2 separate regions of the Mus musculus genome follow, and region 2 is linked to region 1. Evidence: chromatin contacts called from public Hi-C data. All regions are on one chromosome and are shown on one strand. The core of a region is the stretch at or near the end of the contact, and the rest is flanking DNA. Distances in the headings are between cores, read along the strand shown.

Region 1 (5,126 bases), core at 1,098-3,597:
GAGACCACAAAATATATACCCTTACCCTTTGCAGAAAAAAAATGTGCTGACTTCTGTCCTAATTACCATAATTACTGAACACCCCCCCAAATGAAATAAAGATATAGTAAACTTTTTAAAAAACCCTACAAATGTACATGTATAAACCATACATATGTATATTTAGGAAACTTGACTCAGTAGAAATGACCTTGAATGGTTATAAATCACACAAATTATACATGGTGGACATTTGAAACCCAAGTAAAAATACTCGTTGAAGACCCTAAAAGAATTATCTGGACATCAACTGCAGCTCCTGGATCCAGCCACATAGCCTGTCTCTTAGTTCTGCCTCACACCTCCCGACTTGCAGGTGGCGCTTTCCAGACTTCAGGTCCAGTGTCATCTTCTAAGAGGTCTTTAGTCTCCAAGACTGGATTACACAGATTTACTTTCTCAGAACATACTGAAGTTATCCATTTGCCCCTCCTCTACATTGAATCCACACAAGGAGGGAGAGCTGGCGCTCCTCAGACCCTGCCTGCCACACAGATGTTAGAAACGTGTGTAGAGTACTGAGAGCGTCACATCCCACGACAGCCCTCATCCTCATCGGTAGGACCGTTTTAAATGGTCTGGATGTTTAGCAGACTGTGCTTCCCCCCCTGACTTTCTGGTTGACAGCCTAAGGCTTTCGTTCTGGTTTACATTCATTTGTAGTGGGTAAGGGGAAAGCAGCCATGCTGCACAGGCTTCTCAAGGCAGAATTGTGTCAACTCCTGGGACTTGTTCCCCTCTGTTATATAGACACTTCTTCCTAGATTGAAACACTCCATCCACCAAGGAAGATCTTTAAGACAGGTAACCAGGTCAAAATAGTTTCAGGAAGTCCCTGAAGCTGACAAGATTCACGCACAGCCATCTCACTGGCCACATAGGTGCTAATTTCAATGTTTCAACATTTATACGGATTTCCCTATACATCATGGTAATTCATTAGACTGCATCTAATAGTTTCTAAAAAACCATCATGCTTCCATTTTACATCATGTTAACTTTGGACTGCTCAAGAACCAAACAAAATATATCAAATATAATTCAATAAACTGATGGTTTAAAAACATTACTTAGTATTTGAAAAGAAACATTAAAATGTTAAAAACTAGAAAAGTGGCTCAGTAGTTAAGAGCACATACTGGTCTTCTAGAACCAGAGCTTGACTCCCAGCACTCACGTTAGGTGGCTCCCAATCAGCTCTCATTCCAGCTTCAGGGGACCAAATGCTTGCGGCTTCTGTAGGCACCTACACTCACATGCACATATCCACACACAGACACACATAACTGCAAATACAAGTTTGTTAAACTTGCCTGTTGGGCTAGGGAGATGGCTCAGTTGATAAAGTATTTGCCACAAAGGCATGGGAAGCTGAGTTTGGAGCTCTAGGACCCAGGTCAAGAAAGCCAGGCATGGCTCACAGACTAGATCGGCAAGTGCAGAGTTTGCGTGGGTCTATATACTAGGTCCTCTGCATGTACGTTCCGGTTGTTGGCTTGGTGTTTGGGAGACTCCTGACTATGGGAATTGGGGTGTCTCTGACTCTTTTGCCTGCTTCGGGGGCCCTTTTCCTCCTCCTACTAGGTTGCCTTGCCCAGCCTTGATGTGAGGGTTTGTGCCTGGTGCTATGGCATCTCATGCTGTGCTCAGATGATGTCTCTGGGAGGCTTGCTCATTTCTGGGGGAGTTGGGGGGGGGAGAAAGGGGAAAAGGGAAGGGAGAACTGGGAGGAGTGGAAGCTGTGCTTGGGATGTGTTGTAAAGAAGAACAAATAAAAACAATATTTTAAAGGTCAGGAATGATGTCACAAGTATGTAATCACATGTATGTAACCATAGTGCTAGGAAAACAGGTGGATCTCTGGAGTTCACTGGCCAGCCTAGACAAACCAATTCAGTGAGAGACTCTATCTCCAAAACTAAGGTGTGAGGGGGTAATCCGAGAGGGCAGCCAACATCAATCTCCAGCTTCCATACATGCATAAGCATAAGTACATGTACACACAGAGAGACAGAGAGAGAGAGAGAGAGGGAGAGGGAGAGGGAGAGGGAGAGGGAGAGGGAGAGGGAGAGGGAGAGGGAGAGGGAGAGGGAGAGGGAGAGAACATAGTGCCTCTAAGGATAAGATAAAAGAAAAGATTATTTGGGCTTTAAGGAATTAGGCACAACTGAAATTTGGAGTGTCAGCCACTTTTCCCAGAGAGAAAGCATTTCCGACGCTGCTCCCTGGACTATTTGCACTCTGTTTAGCAAATGGGATTGGCAGCTCTCAACAGCCGTACCACCATATGTCACCACAGATGCCAGATGACACTCTGAGTAGCAGAGGAATGTGCTGGTTTTCCACCTTGTGACAAGTCAGCCAGAAACTCAAATACCCTACAAGCTGAGGGCAGTGTGGCCCACACTCCCACAATGCTGTGTCACACTTTCTCCACTGTGGACAAAAAGCCCTCATATCCACTTCTAATAACTAACCACCTTTCTGTCCTTGTCCCATCTCCCTGACATCCAGCCAAGGAAAAGGCAATCCTGAAACCTCTCCTCACATCTCACTTAATGTGCGACGGCCAGCACTGCATAAGGCCCAAGAAATGCAAAGTTTAATAACAATGACAAAACCCTCCTGTCCTCATGCAGCTTACCATCTAGTAGGTCAGACGCTAATCAGACAGACATGTCTAAAATCACAGAGGCTACAGCAGCAGAGATTTGTGATCAAGTGGGAAGGCAGAACAGCTGGTCTTAAGGAATCATGGAATGTTTCCCTTAAGAAAGGATGGAGGGGCTAAGATCTGAGAGACAAACAGGAATTAGCCAGGCAACGAGGAAGGACATATATTTCAAACCCCTGAAACATGCGTCAACCAAGTTTTTATTTCATGCTTAGAACAGGGTAATGAGGACAGAGGACAAAGTAAAACATGCTTAAAAAATAAAAAAGGCTCACTAGTAACAATAAGTGCTAATCTCTACTTTAGGTGTGTTTTTAAGAGGTGTGTGTGTGCTCAAAACAACAACAAAAAAGAGGTGTGTGTAGGTGTGTGTGTGTGTGTGTGTGTGTGTGTACCAGATTTAACCCCTTGCATGGTGAGAATCAACTTACTGGAAACAGTAATTACACATGAGGTAGACTTCGAGCAACAGCAATGAAGAGTTACTAAAGGATGTTTATTCTAGGGACTAGAACAGCTTTGGTTAAAGTTGCTTACAAGGCCACACATGGCATCTAGTTGGCTATTATTAGATTTATACATGCTCTAGCCAGACAGAACTCCAGCATGGAAGAGTAAAGTGGCACCATTGTCCCACCCCAAGCTGACAAGCTATGACAAGGCATTTGATTGGCTATAGGAAAGTCAGGTTTCTTTAATGATGTGACCCTGGTATACTGACCACATCCAGGAGCAGCTGGCCAACACAAACTGGATTTGATGGGTGGAGATCATAAAGTTGGGTGGGTAGCGTGGTGGGGAAAGAACTGGGAGTTGGGGAGGGCATGTGTATTATCAAAGTACATAGAATTAAATTACCAAAGAATTAATAAAAACATTATCAGATGGTGGAGAGAGCTCTGTTTAAAGACCAGGAGACCAAGGAGAATCAGAATCACTACAAGCAGGCCAGTTAGGAGACAACTGTAGCAATGCAGAATAAAGTTGGTGATGGCCGCTCTGGTGAGAAATGAAGCAGACAAAGTTGTTTACAAAGTGAAACCTAAGGACTCGGTGAGGGAAACAGTACATGTGTGTCCTGGTAGAATCTAGGTGAGCGGCTCTGGACCAGGATTAGACACACACTGCACAGATGGAACCAGGATTGAACAGACACTGCACAGATGGGACCAGAGCTGGACACACATGGACACAGATGGGACCAGGGCTGGACACACACTGCACAGATGGGACCAGGGCTGGACACACATGGACACAGATGGGACCAGGGCTGGACACAGATGGGACCAGGGCTGGACACACATGGACACAGATGGGACCAGGGCTGGACACACATGGACACAGATGGGACCAGGGCTGGACACACACTGCACAGGTGGGACCAGGGCTGGACACACACTGCACAGGTGGGACCAGGGCTGGACACACATGGACACAGATGGGACCAGGGCTGGACACAGATGGGACCAGGGCTGGACACACATGGACACAGATGGGACCAGGGCTGGACACACATGGACACAGATGGGACCAGGGCTGGACACACACTGCACAGGTGGGACCAGGGCTGGACACACATGGACACAGATGAGACCAGGGCTGGACACAGATGGGACCAGGGCTGGACACACATGGACACTGATGGGACCAGGGCTGGACACAGATGGGACCAGGGCTGGACACACATGGACACAGATGGGACCAGGGCTGGACACACATGGACACAGATGAGACCAGGGCTGGACACACAAGGACACAGATGGGACCAGGGCTGGACACACATGGACACAGATGGGACCAGGACTGGACACACACTGCACAGATGGAACCAGGGCTGGACACACATGGACACAGATGGGACCAGGGCTGGACACACACTGCACAGATGGAACCAGGGCTGGACACACATGGACACAGATGGGACCAGGACTGGACACACACTGCACAGATGGAACCAGGGCTGGACACACATGGACACAGATGGGACCAGGGCTGGACACACACTGCACAGATGGAACCAGGGCTGGACACACATGGACACAGATGGGACCAGGACTGGACACACACTGCACAGATGGAACCAGGGCTGGACACACATGGACACAGATGGGACCAGGGCTGGACACACACTGCACAGATGGAACCAGGGCTGGACACACATGGACACAGATGGGACCACGGCTGGACACAGATGGGACCAGGGCTGGACACACATGGACACAGATGGGACCAGGGCTGGACACACATGGACACAGATGGGACCAGGGCTGGACACACACTGCACAGATGGAACCAGGGCTGGACACACATGGACACAGATGGGACCAGGGCTGGACACACATGGACACAGATGGGACCAGGGCTGGATACAGATGGGACCAGGACTGGACACACATGGACACAGATGGGACCA
Region 2 (5,167 bases), core at 2,026-4,525, 46 kb before region 1:
TACACTAGCAAGATTTTATCGAAAGGACCCAGATGTAGCTGTCTCTTGTGAGACTATGCTGGGGCCTAGCAAACACAGAAGTGGATGCTCACAGTCACCTAATGGATGGATCACAGGGCTCCCAATGGAGGAGCTAGAGAAAGTACCCAAGGAGCTAAAGGGATCTGCAACCCTATAGGTGGAACAACATTATGAACTAACCAGTACCCCAGAGCTCTTGACTCTAGCTGCATATGTATCAAAAGATGGCCTAGTCGGCCATCACTGGAAAGAGAGGCCCATTGGACACGCAAAATTTATATGCCCCAGTACAGGGGAACGCCAGGGCCAAAAAGGGGGAGTGGGTGGGTAGGGGAGTGGGGGTGGGTGGGTATGGGGGACTTTTGGTATAGCATTGGAAATGTAAATGAACTAAATACCTAATAAAAAATTTAAAAAAAAAAGAAATATTTTATTCAAAAGATCACCTGAACACCATTCCAGTAACTATTTTCTTCCAAGACATGTTATAGTGGTTAAGTCAGTGTGAGATAAGTAAATGCAAGCCTGAAAGGTACTGGTGATCTCTGTGATTTTTGCAGCAGTTGACTCAAACTGCCCTCGTGAATACATCGTTTTCCATGTAGGCTCCTGTAGAACTACCAGGGCCATTCAACACAGCCAGTAATAAAGAAACTCATTGCAGAAGAACACTGTGGCCCATGCTTTCATGGCTTAAATATTTACTAACATTAAATACTTGATGTCTTTTTTCTTCTTCTTCTTCTTTTGGTTTTTTGAGACAGGATTTCTCTGTATAGCCCCGACTGGCCTTGAACTCAGATCCGCCTGCCTCTGCCTCCCAAGTGCTGGGATTAAAGGCATGTGCCACCTTAACCCTAAAACTTGTCAACTACTTCTGTTTCAAAGATAAAACAACTGAGAAAGGCCTATCCAAAAAAAATATCATTTGTCTCAATTCGTGTCAGTGATATTAACTAAACCTCTCATTGCTAATGAATTCTCTATTTTCCAAAATGATTAATTTTTAATCTTTGAGGAACTTGTTTTAGCATACATCCATTATCATTTTTATAATCATTGATTCTGTTGCAAATACAACTAGTTCACTTCTAACTAAAAATTGTAACTAAACTTTTCTATAATCTACAGGTAAATACCAAAACTGATGTCTAAAATACATATATTATCTAGTTGTGTTTGAAAATGGAAGACAGCACGCGGAAGAGTTATGTTTTCTAAGACCCACTGGGGGCAGAGCTTCTATACATAACCACTGTTCTGCAATGAAATATTATTCCAATAGTGTCACTGTCACCAAGTATATGTAATAGTACATGGCTCTTTAAATCTTGCCCTTTTTCAGGTATGTTCATTTCACTGTAATATAACCTTTTTCTTCCCCCCTAGAGGCAGTATTATAATTAATTGCACCATCTGATCACAACCTATGAGAACCTGTGTCCATGCCACAATATTTTCATGCATAAGTTTGTATCAAACACATAAGGACATCAGCACAAAAGGTCAGAGCAGCCGTTCTCAACCCCAGGGCTTGCAATCTCTTTGAGGGTCAAAAGACCCTTTCATAGGGATCACCTAAGACTACCAGGAAACACAGATATTTACCTTGCAATTCATAACAGTAGCAAAATGACAGTTATAAAGTAGCAACAAAAATAATTTTGTGGTTGGGAGTCACCACAACATGAGGAACTGTATTAAAGGGTCACAGCCTTGCACTAGTTGAGTGGATAAAGATGCTTGCTTGCTCTCAAACCTGAGAACTTGAGTACCACTTCCTGAATCTGCATGATAGAGGGAGAAAACAGGCTCTCACAAGTTGCCCTCTGCTTTCTGAATGGGGTAGATGGCATGCACAGCGTGCACACACACGCACACACACACACACACCAAGTAAGTGTAATTATTTTTATTTTTTATAAAAAGTAATACAAAATATTTTTAAGCAAGAAAACCACTCCAGCTTTTAATTTTTTTTACAAGTATCATTAAGTTGCCATTAAGAGATGTTTTAAGATAGAGTTATGTATGATGATAGATGCCTCCAAAAATACACAAGACACACTGAACAATCACGACTTGAGAACTAAAGAGCTTTCCTTGAATTTCATTGAGTGCTCTTCAGGCTTCCTGCCTCCTAAGAGATTTCATTTGTTCAATTCAACTTTTAATAGTTTCTCAAACATGCAGACAAACCCTGCTCTCTCTAGCTCTCTCTAGTATGGTGAATAAAGACTTTGACTTTTTTTAATGTCACCTTAGAAAGAACCTTTGAGAACTAATATTCGTCTCACCTGCAACATGTTAACATTAAAAGGCCTCTGCTGTATTTATTCCACACACGCTTTCCCAAGCCGGATGTTTCCCTCAGCTGTGTCTGGGAAACTGAAAGTAAACTAAAGCTGCCCAACCTGCCTCATCAAGTTTTACACACTCCTGATTGACATCTCAGAAGGTTCCCTGGCTTTGTTTTTGTGGGATCGTTACCCACTGCTGATGCTTTCTGCCCAAGAAGGAAGCAGCAATCCAGGGAGTCGGTGGCTTTCGCAGGATAACTGCAAGCATCCAACAAGCTTCTCATTTAAATAGCCAAATAGTAGGGGGTGGGCTTTCACAGCTGCAAACACAAACAGTACCAGGCATGCCGATTTCCTTCTAGCAACACCAGTACATGTACAAGTTCTGCACCACGGTTTAGAGAAAAGTAGCTGATTGACGCATTGATGGAAAAGCTATTTTAAAATTACTCCAAGAGTCTAAAGCATCGGTCTAACTGGGAGGCTCTTGCCTCCTCTTCACACACACGGTCTGTTTTCCTGTCTAATTTAAGAATGAATCGCTGACACCTCCAGGTGCAATATACCCTGAGGAGAGAACGTACCCATCACAATGCTAACGAGGGGTGTGCATACCACCACCACCACCCCGAGCCCGCAGTGAGTGCCAGTTCTTACCTTAGCAGATTAGACAGGGGCAGAGGTCCGGATCCACCACCCAGGATCCCTCCTTTCCTGCCAGATAGGAGTTTCTCCACCAGAGCCACATTGCCAGTACGAGCAGCTTCCAGCAGCTCCTGGTCCTTCCCCATAGTCTCTCACCGAGTCCGCTACAGAGTCCTTTCCCTGCTCCAGGTCCACTCCCCAAAAGCCAGGGCCCTCCCCGCCCCACCCTATAAGGATGCCCGGGCTTATTCCCTGCAGCCCCGCGCAGGGAGCAGCACGCCGTCCTCCTTCTCTCCGCGCAGCTTCTACAATGGGGAGCAGCCTGTGTTTGGGCAGAGGGGCTGGCCAAGCGGCGACGCGCCCCCACAGCCACTCCCCTGCATTCCCGAGGCCTCCTTCCCGCGGGTGGGGTGCGAGCGGGTGGGGACCGGGCCCGGGCGCTGCCGAGGAACGGAAGGAGGATGCTGAGCTCAGAGAACGCCGAGCCCTGAGCAGGATGCTCCGGCGCTGACAGGAGGATGCTGAGCAGCGGGGAGGATGCTCCGGCACTGAGGAGCTCAAGGAGCGCTCTGAGGCTGATGAGGAGGGAGCGAGTCGAGCGCGTCCTCCCCAGAGCTAGAGGGTATCGAACCACGGCAGCGGAGGCCCGTGCGTACAAACGCCCAGCCTGGATCCACCTGGGTTCCGCGCCCGGCGGGCTCGGGGCTTACACGGGGACGACGGCCGCGGCCCGCGGCTGGGGTGGCTGCGGCCCGCGCCGAGGCTGGGCTGTGCGGACGAGCCGCGGCGGGTGCGTGCGGAGGGCGGCGGCGGCGGCGGCGGCTCGGAGGCTCGGCGCGCGGGGGGCGTGTGCGCGCGGCAGGTGCGGCCCGGGGCCGACCGTGGGGCGGGCGGGGGGTTGGGGGGGGGGTGCAGTTCTGTGCCAGTGGGCGGGGTCCTCCTTGCTCCCTCCTCCGTGCTCCCTCCGCTCTCCTCCCTCCTTCCCCGCTCTTTGCTCCCTCTCCCTCCTCTCTCTTCTCCCCCCACCCCCCACCCCGCTTCTGCTCCCTTCTCCCGTCTCTGAAGAGGTTTAACTGTGTGAGTACTGGAGATCACCCCGCTAGCTGCTGAGGCGCCTTCTCTGCCTGAAGCCCAGAGTCAGTAACCAGACTTGGGGAAAATCTTCCACTAGGAGGTGATGGAGAACGAGGTGCTGAGAAGAGGCGCTTTTGCTGCAGTTTCTGTCCCAGTCCGGGGGACTTGAAGGATATTTCATCCTCTTGCTTTACCTCTCTGGTGAGAGTCTGAGATGTCCGTCCTTGGAAGAAGCTGAAGAGGTTTGGTTTATCCTAGTTTCTGAACCACTGAATGCCTTGTGACTTTTGCAGGTTTTTTAGGGTCTTTAATCAGCCTGAATTTTACTCGGGCTTTGGAGAGCTGCTGACTTGTGCAAATACCAGAAAAAGGGTTCTCATTGGAAATTCTTCCACATCCACCCTAGGAAAAATATAAATGGGCATGGATGAGAGAGCTGCTTTGATTTGCATATATCATCAGCAGTTCATTGTGTATGACTGCCTTGATTTTGTTGGATGTTTTCCTTGCTCGTGGCAGAGAACGCATGCTTATTTTCTTTTGAAACTTCCTGTGACAGCTTGTGGTCAGTTGATAGGAAAAGATGTGATTGTCATTTTGCTTACAACAACCCAACGAACTGGATATTATTACTGTATATTACTTTAGAACTAAAGGAGAGGTCCAGAAAGGGACAAGATGCCACACAGTCGTTGGCTGACAAACTGGACCTGGGAGCTAGTAAGATGCCTCAGCAGGTAAATGTGCTAAGCCAGAAGACCTGAGTTCAGTCTCCCCAGCCCTCATAGTAAAAAGGAGAAAAATAGGGGCTGGTGAGATGGCTCAGTGGGCAAGAGCACCCGACTGCTCTTCCGAAGGTACAGAGTTCAAATCCCAGCAACCACATGGAGGTTCACAACCATCTGACTCCCTCTGGAGTGTCTGAAGACAGCTACAGTGTACTTACATATAAATAAATAAAAATCTTTTTTAAAAAAAAAGGAGAAAAATAGCTCCCACAAGTTGTCCTCTGGTCTCCATACACACACACACACACACACACACACACACACACACACACACCTGTGTGCTTCCATTAAATAAATAGATAGATAGATAGATAGATAGTCTGAGAGATAGTATTTCCT

The links. A called contact is a pair of places that touch in the nucleus more often than the background predicts.
Region 2: a Hi-C map of cerebellum shows a contact between it and region 1, with 1.9 times the contacts expected there. The contact joins the promoter of Anks1b here to the enhancer-like site in region 1. A contact is called at or near these places in 6 of 484 Hi-C or Micro-C datasets (cerebellar granule neurons, cerebellum, cerebral cortex and 2 more), 3 of 115 datasets of contacts at active chromatin or transcription factors (embryonic stem cells and neural progenitor cells) and 1 of 9 other capture datasets (adipose tissue).

The regions. Positions count from the first base shown.
Region 1 is chr10:89,824,307-89,829,432 of GRCm38.p6, reverse strand. Gm46238 (keratin-associated protein 10-12-like) reads right to left here. Exons shown (of 2, transcript XM_017314187.1): 1 at 4,976-5,126; 2 at 2,898-4,889. The coding sequence ends at 3,827. Among named protein-coding and RNA genes, the nearest start is that of Gm46238, 4.0 kb to the right of the region's middle. Within about 2 kb of position 2,347, at least 4 of the 459 cell types and tissues checked have an H3K27ac peak or open chromatin away from gene starts, as enhancers often do. A contact at or near this core is called in cerebellar granule neurons and cerebellum, where this site is marked.
Region 2 is chr10:89,871,617-89,876,783 of GRCm38.p6, reverse strand. It overlaps Anks1b (ankyrin repeat and sterile alpha motif domain containing 1B), which reads right to left and starts at 3,275. Exons shown (of 27, transcript NM_001359241.1): 1 at 2,979-3,275. The coding sequence starts at 3,112.